2 separate regions of the Mus musculus genome follow, and region 1 is linked to region 2. Evidence: chromatin contacts called from public promoter capture Hi-C data. All regions are on one chromosome and are shown on one strand. Each heading gives the region's core, a stretch centred on a gene start, on an enhancer-like site or on the middle of the called end of the contact. The rest is flanking DNA. Distances are from core to core; before and after follow the strand shown.

What was found. Promoter capture Hi-C pulls out the DNA fragments that hold promoters and counts their contacts.
Region 1: a contact with region 2 is called in a promoter capture Hi-C map of hippocampal neurons, with 4 times the contacts expected there. The contact joins the enhancer-like site here to the promoter of Arl6 in region 2. A contact is called at or near these places in 3 of 39 promoter capture datasets (cranial neural crest, hippocampal neurons and liver) and 1 of 115 datasets of contacts at active chromatin or transcription factors (large pre-B cells).

What each region holds. Positions count from the first base shown.
Region 1 is chr16:60,393,406-60,398,179 of GRCm38.p6, reverse strand. All of the region lies in intron 3 of Epha6 (Eph receptor A6), which reads left to right. It also overlaps the pseudogene Gm4660. Among named protein-coding and RNA genes, the nearest start is that of Epha6, 210 kb to the left of the region's middle. Within about 2 kb of position 2,674, at least 9 of the 459 cell types and tissues checked have an H3K27ac peak or open chromatin away from gene starts, as enhancers often do. A contact at or near this core is called in hippocampal neurons, where this site is marked.
Region 2 is chr16:59,636,935-59,642,263 of GRCm38.p6, reverse strand. Arl6 (ADP-ribosylation factor-like 6) reads left to right here and starts at 2,925. Exons shown (of 8, transcript NM_019665.3): 1 at 2,925-3,334. 4930547E14Rik (RIKEN cDNA 4930547E14 gene) reads right to left here and starts at 5,319. Exons shown (of 3, transcript NR_040564.1): 1 at 5,079-5,319. It also overlaps a transcript of Epha6 not described here.

The DNA.
Region 1 (4,774 bases), core at 1,425-3,924, 760 kb before region 2:
AGGTGGCCAGATGGGAATCGCAGACCAGTGTCATTTCCTGGGACATAGACACAGCAGCCAAGTTTATTGGTGCTGGGTCCGCCACAGTTGGTGTTGGGCCTGGCATTGGCACAGTGTTTGGTAGCTAGATAATTGGCTATGCTAGGAACCTATCTCTCAAGCAGCAGCTCTTCTCTTATGCCATTCTGGGATTTGCCCTGTCTGAGGCCATGGGACTCTTCTGTTTGATGATCGCCTTCCTTATCCTCTTCGCCATGTGAGGCTCCATGGGGTCACTCAGCAACCTCTGCTGCTTTGACTCCATGCCAGTCCTGGTGCTGGAATGTACTGAGCTTTACCATTAAACAACAACAACGTTTCTCAAAAAAAAAAAAAAAAAAAAAAAAGCTTCTGACTATACATTTATGAATTACTCTTATGATCATTATCTTACACTCCATGCAGAATAAGCACACTGGGAAGTGGCCCTTCTGTGCCATCAATTTACCTGAAGGTTATATAGATCACACCTTCCAGACATATTCCCAGACTACTTCCTCTTCTTCAGAATCATTAACCTTGCAGATAACACTCAGTTTGTATAATGTATCATTTCCACACCTGTACTCCACAGATCACTCACCAGGAACATTTGGTAATACCATTAATTAGCTTTAAATAAAATTTTAATTCACATCTTTCTAACCCTCACCATCTACATGATCTAGCCCTTGTTGGCTCCTGCAATTTCCCTGCTTTCTAAATCTCCCTTACTTCCTATGACTACACTCACATTGCTTTTACTCTGATTTTCAAACTTTACAAGATTCTTTCTTAAGTCCTTTACCTGTGTTACTTTCTCTGACTTAATTATAATACTGTCTAACCCTACATAATAGTTCATTAAGGCTGCCATTAAAAAAAAATTATCCTTCCGGAGCTGAGACAGAAGGAAGGACCATGAAGAGACTGCCCCACCTGGGGACCCATGCCATAATCAGCCACCAAACGCAGACACAGTTGCATATGCCAGCAAGATTTTGCTGACATGACCCAGATACAGCTGTCTCTCATGAGGCTATGCCAGTGTCTGGCAAATACAGAAGTGGGTGCTCACAGTCATCTATTGGATGGAACACAGGGCCCCCAATGGCGGAGCTAGAGAAGTCACCCAAGGAGCTGAAGTGATTTGCAACCCTATAGGAGGAACAGCAATATGAACTAACCAGTAACCCCTGACCTTGTGTCTCTAGCTGCATATGTAGCAGAAGATGGCCTAGTTGACAAACATTGGGAAGAGAGGCCCCTAGGTCTTGCAAACTTTATATACCCCAGTACAGGGGAATGCCAGGGCCAGGAAGTGGGAGTGCATGGGTTGGAGAGCAGGGCACTGGGAGAGAATAGGGGGCTTTTGGGATAGCATTTGAATTGTAAATGAAGAAAATATCTAATAAAAATTGTCTGAATAAAAAAATAATAATCCTACAAAATGAACATTGAACATGAATCTACTTCCTCAAGGTTCTGTGGGATGGGAGTTTAAGATCAATCTAACAATGGGCTTAGTTCCTGATGAGGATTCATCTTGTTTTGTCAATGGCTTTCTTCTAGAAGTTGTCACACAATATTTTCTTTGTGTACACTCAGTCACAATTGTAATGGCTTTGTTTCTTTCTGTAAGACTATCAGTATTTCCTGACTGTCATGCTCTATTCTTATTACCTCATTTAACCCTAAAGCCCTCCTTAAAGCTTCTAAATACATTCACATGATGGATTAGAATTTCAACCTATGTTTTTCTACGCTCAGTGTCAGTGTGTTAACATCTTCCTTACTTCCTTGCCACCCTGACTCATGGACTCGTAGACTTTCATTATTCAGGTTAATTTTACCAGCATTTGTTTCAGACTCTTCGTTATGTACACTCTATTCCAAGAGTAGCATAATTATACAGGAGCAAGAACATTCCTAGCTTTGTTTATTCACTATTAAGCTCATTATGCATAGAATTTTGCTTGGCATATGTGAGGTACTTAGAGCATATCTGTGAGTGAATGTTTTTTCTTCAATTGACTGGGTATAATCATTTTTGGGTTTGGCATATAACATATCTAGACTTTTCATTTCATTTTTAATAAAATGTCTAAATAGGTTGTATAACACAGCAAACTATATAACACAAACTGGGTTTAAAATTCTGTCTCTTGTATGCCGAGACCCCACTCATTCACACCTCAGGAATTCCATTTAAAACACCAAACCCTTGAGGGAAGATACATGAGTTGTGTGATTCATGTGGTATCCAGAATAACATAAAAGTGTTTTTCCATGTACACCACCAAATGGAATAACTAATTTTTAAAGGAGTTATAATATATCACTATTTTAGTAAATCATTTTAGGTTTTTTTTGTTTTTTTTTTTTTTTTTTTTTAGTCAATGCCTCTAGCTATGTTATAATGAAATTTCCAAGTTCCTTTTCTTACCAGGTGGCATCTTCTTGACTTTTTCTTGGATATATGCCAGAACTTTTATAGCTGCTTGGGTTATTAGTTTATTCTTTCCCTCATTTATTTGAAAATGTCAATCATAAATTTTATCCAAACCATTTTCTACATTTACCATCTGTGATGACAGCGCTCATAGCATTGGAAGTATTAAGGTGTGGGTGGACTTCCAGATATTTCTCACTCCCACGTCTAGAAGCCAGCTCCATCTGGCAAGGGCATGACGTGACTAGAGTATCAAATAACTTCTGACCTGACTCAGTGAGGCTGTGGAATTTTTTGTTGCTGATTTCTGTTTCTCCTGTGACACTCATTTCAAAATGTCACTGTTACTTTGGCCTGGCAGTGCCCATGTTTCCTATGTAGTGTGAAACAATTCCTTGGGGAGTAAGAGGTAACCCAGCTCATGGATCACTAGGAAAAAAGATCAAGCAAAATTCAGCTTCACATATCCCATGACTTATTCATTAAAGCCCACTGAAGGCTGCCACGAGGGTACCTCTTCCTTGTGTATAAGCAAGTCACTATAGGCTCGAAGCCTTTTTCAAATCCATCCACCTAGAGAGTAGTTCACAACTTTGCTTTATCCAATCATAGCAAGATAGTACACACTTCTCTATTTTTGTTTTTGAACATTGCTGTAACGCCAATGGCTTCCAATATTACTGTGAAAGAAAATAGAACTGGCTTATCAAATTGGAGGGAACATGATATTTGTTAGCTTTTCAGTGCTGTGCAAACATATGAGAGGTAATAATCCACTAAGAATGAGAGATTTAACTATCAATTTCAGAGGTTTCTGGACCTTACTGCTCAAGGCACAATGCAGCAGTAGTACTTCCAACTCATAATAGTCAAGAAGCAGAGAGGAAGGGAGATGGGGAGGGAGGGAGGGAGGGAGAGAGGGAGAGAGGGAGGGAGGGAGGGAGAGAGAGAGAGAGAGAGAGAGAGAGAGAGAGAGAGAGAGAGAGAGAGAGAGAGAATGAGAATAGGCTCAGGACCCCCAGCCCCAGCAGCTCCTTATGAGGCATACCTGCAATAGCTAGACTTTCTACCTTGCTTCCAAAAATTATGATTGCAACACACACAGGTGATCGAACCTTTAACCCATAAGCCTTTGCTAGAATGTTGGGGTTTAAATAATAAGAGTTTTGGTTTTTTTTATAGAGCTCCAAATGTATGAGAAATTTCTTGAGCAGACCTCACTTCACCCAAAGGGCATGCCTTCCATGCTTAAACAAGTAGGTTCAAAGGGTCTCTGAGCATGATTCATCATTTCCTGTGAAAATTTGTGATACAACTGTGTAAATGTATATAATGATTAACTTTCATCTTCATTGACAATGCTAGACTATGAATAAAAATCTCATCTGACAGTCATTTCTATGAGCATTTGCAGTATATGTTAATTATAGTATATATCTCACTGTATGTATTTTATATTAAATCATTTTCTATTTTTTCTATTTTTATTTCACTAGTAATTAGTCATTCCTATGCTTAAGCATTTTGAGACAAAATTATGTCAAAGAGATTAACAAATATTCTTTTAAAACTTTTGGCAGTTTATATATTGAATGCTTTAAATATTCTGGATTTTTGTCTTGTCTTTACACCTATTTTCCAATAAATAATTTCCTCTATATAAGAACTTTTACGACTCTGAATTCTATTAATATTGCTAGTAATCCATTCTCTTTCTATGTTTCTAATTTTCCTTTTCTAATATGTTCTGCATATTCTAATTTTACTATGATGTATTCACTTGGTAAAAGGTTGGATATAGCAAAGGTTAGTAAGACTGAAATCTATTGTCAAAAAATACATTTCTAAAATTTATATTATACAAACTTAAGAAGTAAATCCTTGGGATTATTTTTACCACCTTTATGGTGTTCCTTTTAAAGCTAATTTCCATTTATGCCCATTTATATATATAAAAAATTCAAGTAAGAAAATATTTTCTTGCTGAAGTGTTATAAAATTCAATTATGCATAAAGGCAAATATCACCCTGAGTAAAGAATCAGTCTGTAAAATTAACAAAATGAATCTTTTGTATCATCAGGTCCCCAGCTTATTTTTGTACATTGCAATGGCAACAATATCATATATTTGAGTACATTGTACAAGAAACCCAAGTGGGGCAGGGCATGGTGGCACACGCCTTTAATCCCAGCACTCGGGAGGTAGAGGCAGGCAGATTTCTGAGTTCGAGGCCAGCTTGGTCTACAGAGTGAGTTCCAGGCCAGCCAGGGCTACACAGAGAAACCCTGTCTTGAAAAACAAA
Region 2 (5,329 bases), core at 1,676-4,175:
AGGGGTCATTTATGGTAAACTGAATTATATTTGTTATCTAGTTGCTGAAAGGATATGGTGTTTAGCAAAACAACCTGCTGAGCAACATAGTGAGATTTTTGTACAAAGTACAAATTGCTAATTATTGTATTTTATTTTTCTATGATTTCCTAAAAGGCATTATCAGGGTCTTAAAGATGGAGAAAGCCTGTTTATTAAAATATCTATTACCAAATAAAAGTTACAGTTTTGGTGGTTGAGTTTGTGATGTTTTGTACTGTTATATGCAAGTATATTATTGTAATTTACTTTTTAGTATGTCTATGTGCTGTTTAGAACTTTAGTAATTATGAGTGTAAAAAATAGTTGCCATTTTTCCAAATAATTACAGACTTTGAGGTCTAGGCATAAATTCACAGAAATCACTATAATTAATGGATACATATTTTTGTAGTGATTTTATACTGGCAAATGTTTAGTGAGATTTGGGTGAATGGAATTACGTATTACAGAGGTAGTTTTTACAGATACGTAATCAGCACACAGGCAACATCAACTGGGCTAACAAATCTTCAGGCCATCAGTGTCCATTACAAAATTTCCAGTATATTATAAATCAGGGATTTTCCAGATTCCTTATGTTGCTGACAAGAAAAAACATCCACACCATCTTGAGATGATTAGAAGTAACATATCTGATGTACCTCACTCTTTTATAGTTGTCTGACTATAGCTACAAGCCACTCTGAAATGAACCTAAAACCCTTCTACATGTATTCTAGACTTGAGAAAAATCACATAATGTTTTAAAAGCTTGTTGTGCTCACAATAAAATCAAGAGAGTCAAACTAACTTTGTAAGTCGAGTGGAATTACGTCTTGCTTTTGGGTTTACTCAAGATAGGTTACAGCTGCCAACCATCAAAACAGCAGATCCAAACAACTGAAATATTTACACTGTTTTAGGGTTCATTTTTTTTCAACATTTTCTAGATTACTAAATAGAATTTAGGAGTCATGTGAACTCTTTAATCTCTAATACAATAAAACAGCAGATCAACTACACTTAAATAAACAAAAAACAAAACTGTTCACCTTTTGTTGTTAAAAATCACCTAAGTTGGGGATGAAGAGGGCTCCATGGTTTAGAGCACTCGTGGCTCTTGCAGAGGAGTCAGGTTTGAGTCGTAGCACCCACATGGTGGCTCACAATCTTCCCTGATTCCAGTCTCAGTAGATATGATACCCTCTTCTGATCTCTCCAGGCACCAAGTATTCTTGTGGTGCACATACATATAAGCAGACAAAACAAACATAAAAAAAGTCAATAAATCCAACAAAAATAATTTTTAAATGTCATCTAAATTTACTATAAAAATGGTTGCTCGGTCTGTTCTTATATATTTAGTTTCCTCCTAATGCTTTGTAGGAAAAAAAAAAATCTGATAATATCTGCCTAAAGGGGGAAAATCAGAGACATAAGCTCTATTCTATGTCTAGAGAGAAAATATTATATAAGCAAATAAGCATCCAAGTTTTGTCAAAGTGAGCCAAAGAGAAGCGGTTTAATAGTTCCTGGTAAATTAGGAACCCCTGCATTTGGGGCCAGAAGTTAAAGGACAACCACATCAGGAACTGAGCTGATTTTCTTTGAGTAATAAAAAATTCACAACGAAGGAAGCTTATCTATTGAACACGTGCTATCTATTGGTCAGACATGCATACTTTTTTCTTTCCTTTGTCCTCAAAACCACTAGATTAGATACATTTTTGAAGACAAAGATGAAATATACACAAAGGGTAATTTTACTAGACCACAGAGTATAGTATATTTCCATTTTCTGTTTTAACAAGGGCATTTATGTTACTACCTTTGGATGTACAAACTATAGAAGTTTTGTTCACTCAGTCTGGTTTTTGCCTTACAAGAGTCAGGAGACCAGAACTAGACCTTACTCCACATTAGGAGTACTAAGGAATTTGGAAAGGCACCAGAAAAGCACTCTACCGCAGTGCATATACCAGTGTCTTAACCACTATCTCTTTGATGGAATTCCTTTCAGTTTCTTCACCCTACTCCAAGTCCAAATAATCGGCCAGCTTCCTTAACGGGCAGAAAAACAAGTATGGTAGTTGAACATACTAACTGGTAAAACCAGTAAAGTAACATCCCACATTTATGCTAACAAGTGATATGAAGAGATGAAACTTTTCAAATACAAGTTTGTCATGCAGTCATTCATTGAGGAGTAGGATGGGGGAAATGGCTAGTTTGAAGTCAAAAAAAAAAAAAAAAAGTAAAAATAAATAAAATAAAATGTAGATCTTTAATTGTTGCATCTGTAGCCTGTCTGTTGGGAACAATGCAAATGGGCGGGAAAGTGTCTATCTAAAAAACTTTCAATTAGCACAAATTATTTCTATTGCTATAAACTCCAAGTGATTTTAAGAACGGTAACTATCAAACTCTCTGATCCACAAACTCATGTCTGGTGTTAGTTAATATCCGGGACAACAGACAGCTAAGAACTAGGGACAGGGTCACACTTCCTTTGCCAAATAATGTTTCTGTTTTTAAATACTGACTGGTTTTGACCAGTTTCCCTCTCCTGCCTGTACTTACAACTGTATTCTGCAGAGCTCGCTCGCTCGCTCTCAGGCCTAGCTGAGCCTAGGAAAGGCTCTGTGTAATGGGAGTAGCATATCTAAGTAGATCCTTTCCCTGCCTCACGCCGCCCACGACGAGGGCGGTCAAGCCAAAACATTGCCACCCACAGATATGGCAGTCCGGCCAAAAGCGCTAACCAGAACCCCGGAGGCCAGCAACCAGCGATGCGCGCGCAGCTAAGGCCGCCCCGCACGCCTCCCGGCAGGCTGTGCGCGCGCCTCCAGCTCCCTTGCGTCCCAGCAGCACGGGAGCTACCACTCGGCTCCCAATGCAGTGGCGGCTCCCCGTGTCTTCCGTGCTCACACTCTCGCTAACAGAGTTCCTCTGCGGGAATCAGGCCATTAATTTTTTTACCCAGAGCTCTCCAGCCGCAGAAAGGAGAACCTGTGGGCGGACACCTACGACGCCCGGGTGGGCGTGGCTTTGGGACCGGAAGAAGCTCCCGTTGCCAAGGGAACGCCGCGCGCCGGGGCGCCTGCTCAGCCACTGATGCTCGCATCCTGGGTGAACCGGCTGTTTCTCCCAACTTGTAGAAGGGGCTGTGCTTGGGACAAGGGAACCTTCCTACGGAGGCATAGAGAGGAAGGCTGAGGCTCCGGGGAAGATCCCACCGCGGAAACGGGTACAAGAGTGCGTCCTTTCCTGTCCTTGTCAGCCCCTTGGCCTTTGGATTGGCGTCAAAGATCAGGTACCTCCATCCGCACCCCGCTTTTTCTCTCTCTTCACCATCATCTGTGTGTTCTCTTTCAGCTCTGTTGGGTATGATTTTTCACGCCATCAGCTTCACCCTTGATAACATGAACACGACCTTTCCACGGTGTCTGTAGCGCTGTGGAACCGGCGGCAGGATCCACTAGTTCAAAAAGTTCCCGCTACCTGTTCGCAGCCATTTCCACCCTGGTAGACAGAGAATACCCGCTCCCTGTCCGATTTAGAATTACTCTAAACTATTACCCGTATTTTTGAATCTAAGTGAGTTAGATCATCTCTCATCTGTGAGAGATGGGGAAAAAATTGAGTTTATGTGATGTATACCAAGGAGCTTCGAAAATGTATTGAACTGCTTTGGGCCAATGCTGTTTGCTTGTTTGGTTGACTTTAACGCTGCCCAAGACGGACCTTTTTATATGATGTATGAATAATTTGGTTGAAATTTCATCATCAAATTTTCTAACTTAATAAGATTGTTTTATTGGGGTAGTAAGAATGTTCAACAGCCCACACTACTATCATGTTTAAAGTAGCATTTCTGGCGTTTTTCTCTGTCTCATCTCATCTTTCTCTGCAGCTTAACGCTAAGGTCTTAACATGTGGATAACATGTTAAATCTTCAGTGCTTTTCTGGTAACCACCTAATCCTTTGGAAAGCTGATTCTTCTCAGAAAGCAGCTCAGACACCTAAGTGTTCTTGATTCAAGAACAGGAGTTGTTTCATTTTAGCCAAGTTTACTTTAGCTATCAATTTTGCCAGCGTTATACAATACATACAGTAAGACTTTTTAAGCTGAAGGTATATTTTGTTCCTAATCTAGCGAATATGCTGGGTTTTCTTTTCTTTTTTCTTTTTTTTTATCCTTTAAGGCATAGTTTACGTCAGTATCAACTTTATACCATGTTCTCTCTCCTCTCCCCCCACCTCTCTATGTAATAATTGTTCATGTTGTGTAGTACCTGTTGAATCCAGAATGTGTGACCAGCCCTGGAATTGGAGTTACAGGTGCTTGAGAGCCTCAGTCAAACTCTGGTCCCCTAGAAGAGCTGTGCGGTCTCTGCTGTTAAGAGTATAATTTTTATTTATTTTTTTCTTTTTTGTTTTACAGTGCCTGAGATTAAATCTAGGGCTTTGCACATTGTGGGCAAGCACTTTACCATTTTGCCACATAACCAGTCCCTAAGATTATACTTTTCTTTAGAAAATTTTAATAGACATGAGTAGGGAAAGAGATTATAAAGCTAATTGTTTCCCTAATTTCAACCCTGTCACACTTGTTTTGGGTGTTGTGTAAATTTTTAATTGGTAGTAAAAATGTAAACCCTTAAGCAAAAGCCCAATTGCTTTACAAGAGTCTTCCTAAGTGTAGAAGTTTGCTGAGAGTTTGGGACTGGGCAAGTTTTTGCTTGAGTTTTTGCTTAATCTAATTGTGTGATGTTTTTATTTGTGAGTTCATTACAGTGAGGTGATTTTATTGGTAAGAACTTTTAAACTACTATTTGGAAGAAATTCAGAACCAATGAGAGGATGAAAACTGGCTGAGAGTGTTTTGTGATGTGTGTTCTCAACTTTTATGATCCAACTCCAGATCTTTATGGCTTACTCCCCATGCTCCAGATTCTGAGTCCAGCTCACCCTGCTCTTCTCTCTTATTGACTAGCCAGGCTTCCTCGGTCACAGCGGGTTTTGTTTCTTCTTAAAGAACGTTTTATGGACTTACCTCAGAATAGCTGTACTTAGCCTTTGGAGAACTTTGTTGTACCTAAGAACTTGCTTTCTCTAAACTTAAAAAAGAAAAATAAGGAAATGGAAGAAGACAATAAAATCAGCAGCGCATCAGTCCCCCAGAAGCCCACTTTCAGGGTATAGTTCCCCTTCAAAGCTGAAGAAACTGGTAAATCTGAAAAGGGGACGTTAGAGAAAGGAAGCTTAGTGTTTCACATGACAAAGTATAGGGATATGTGAATTGAG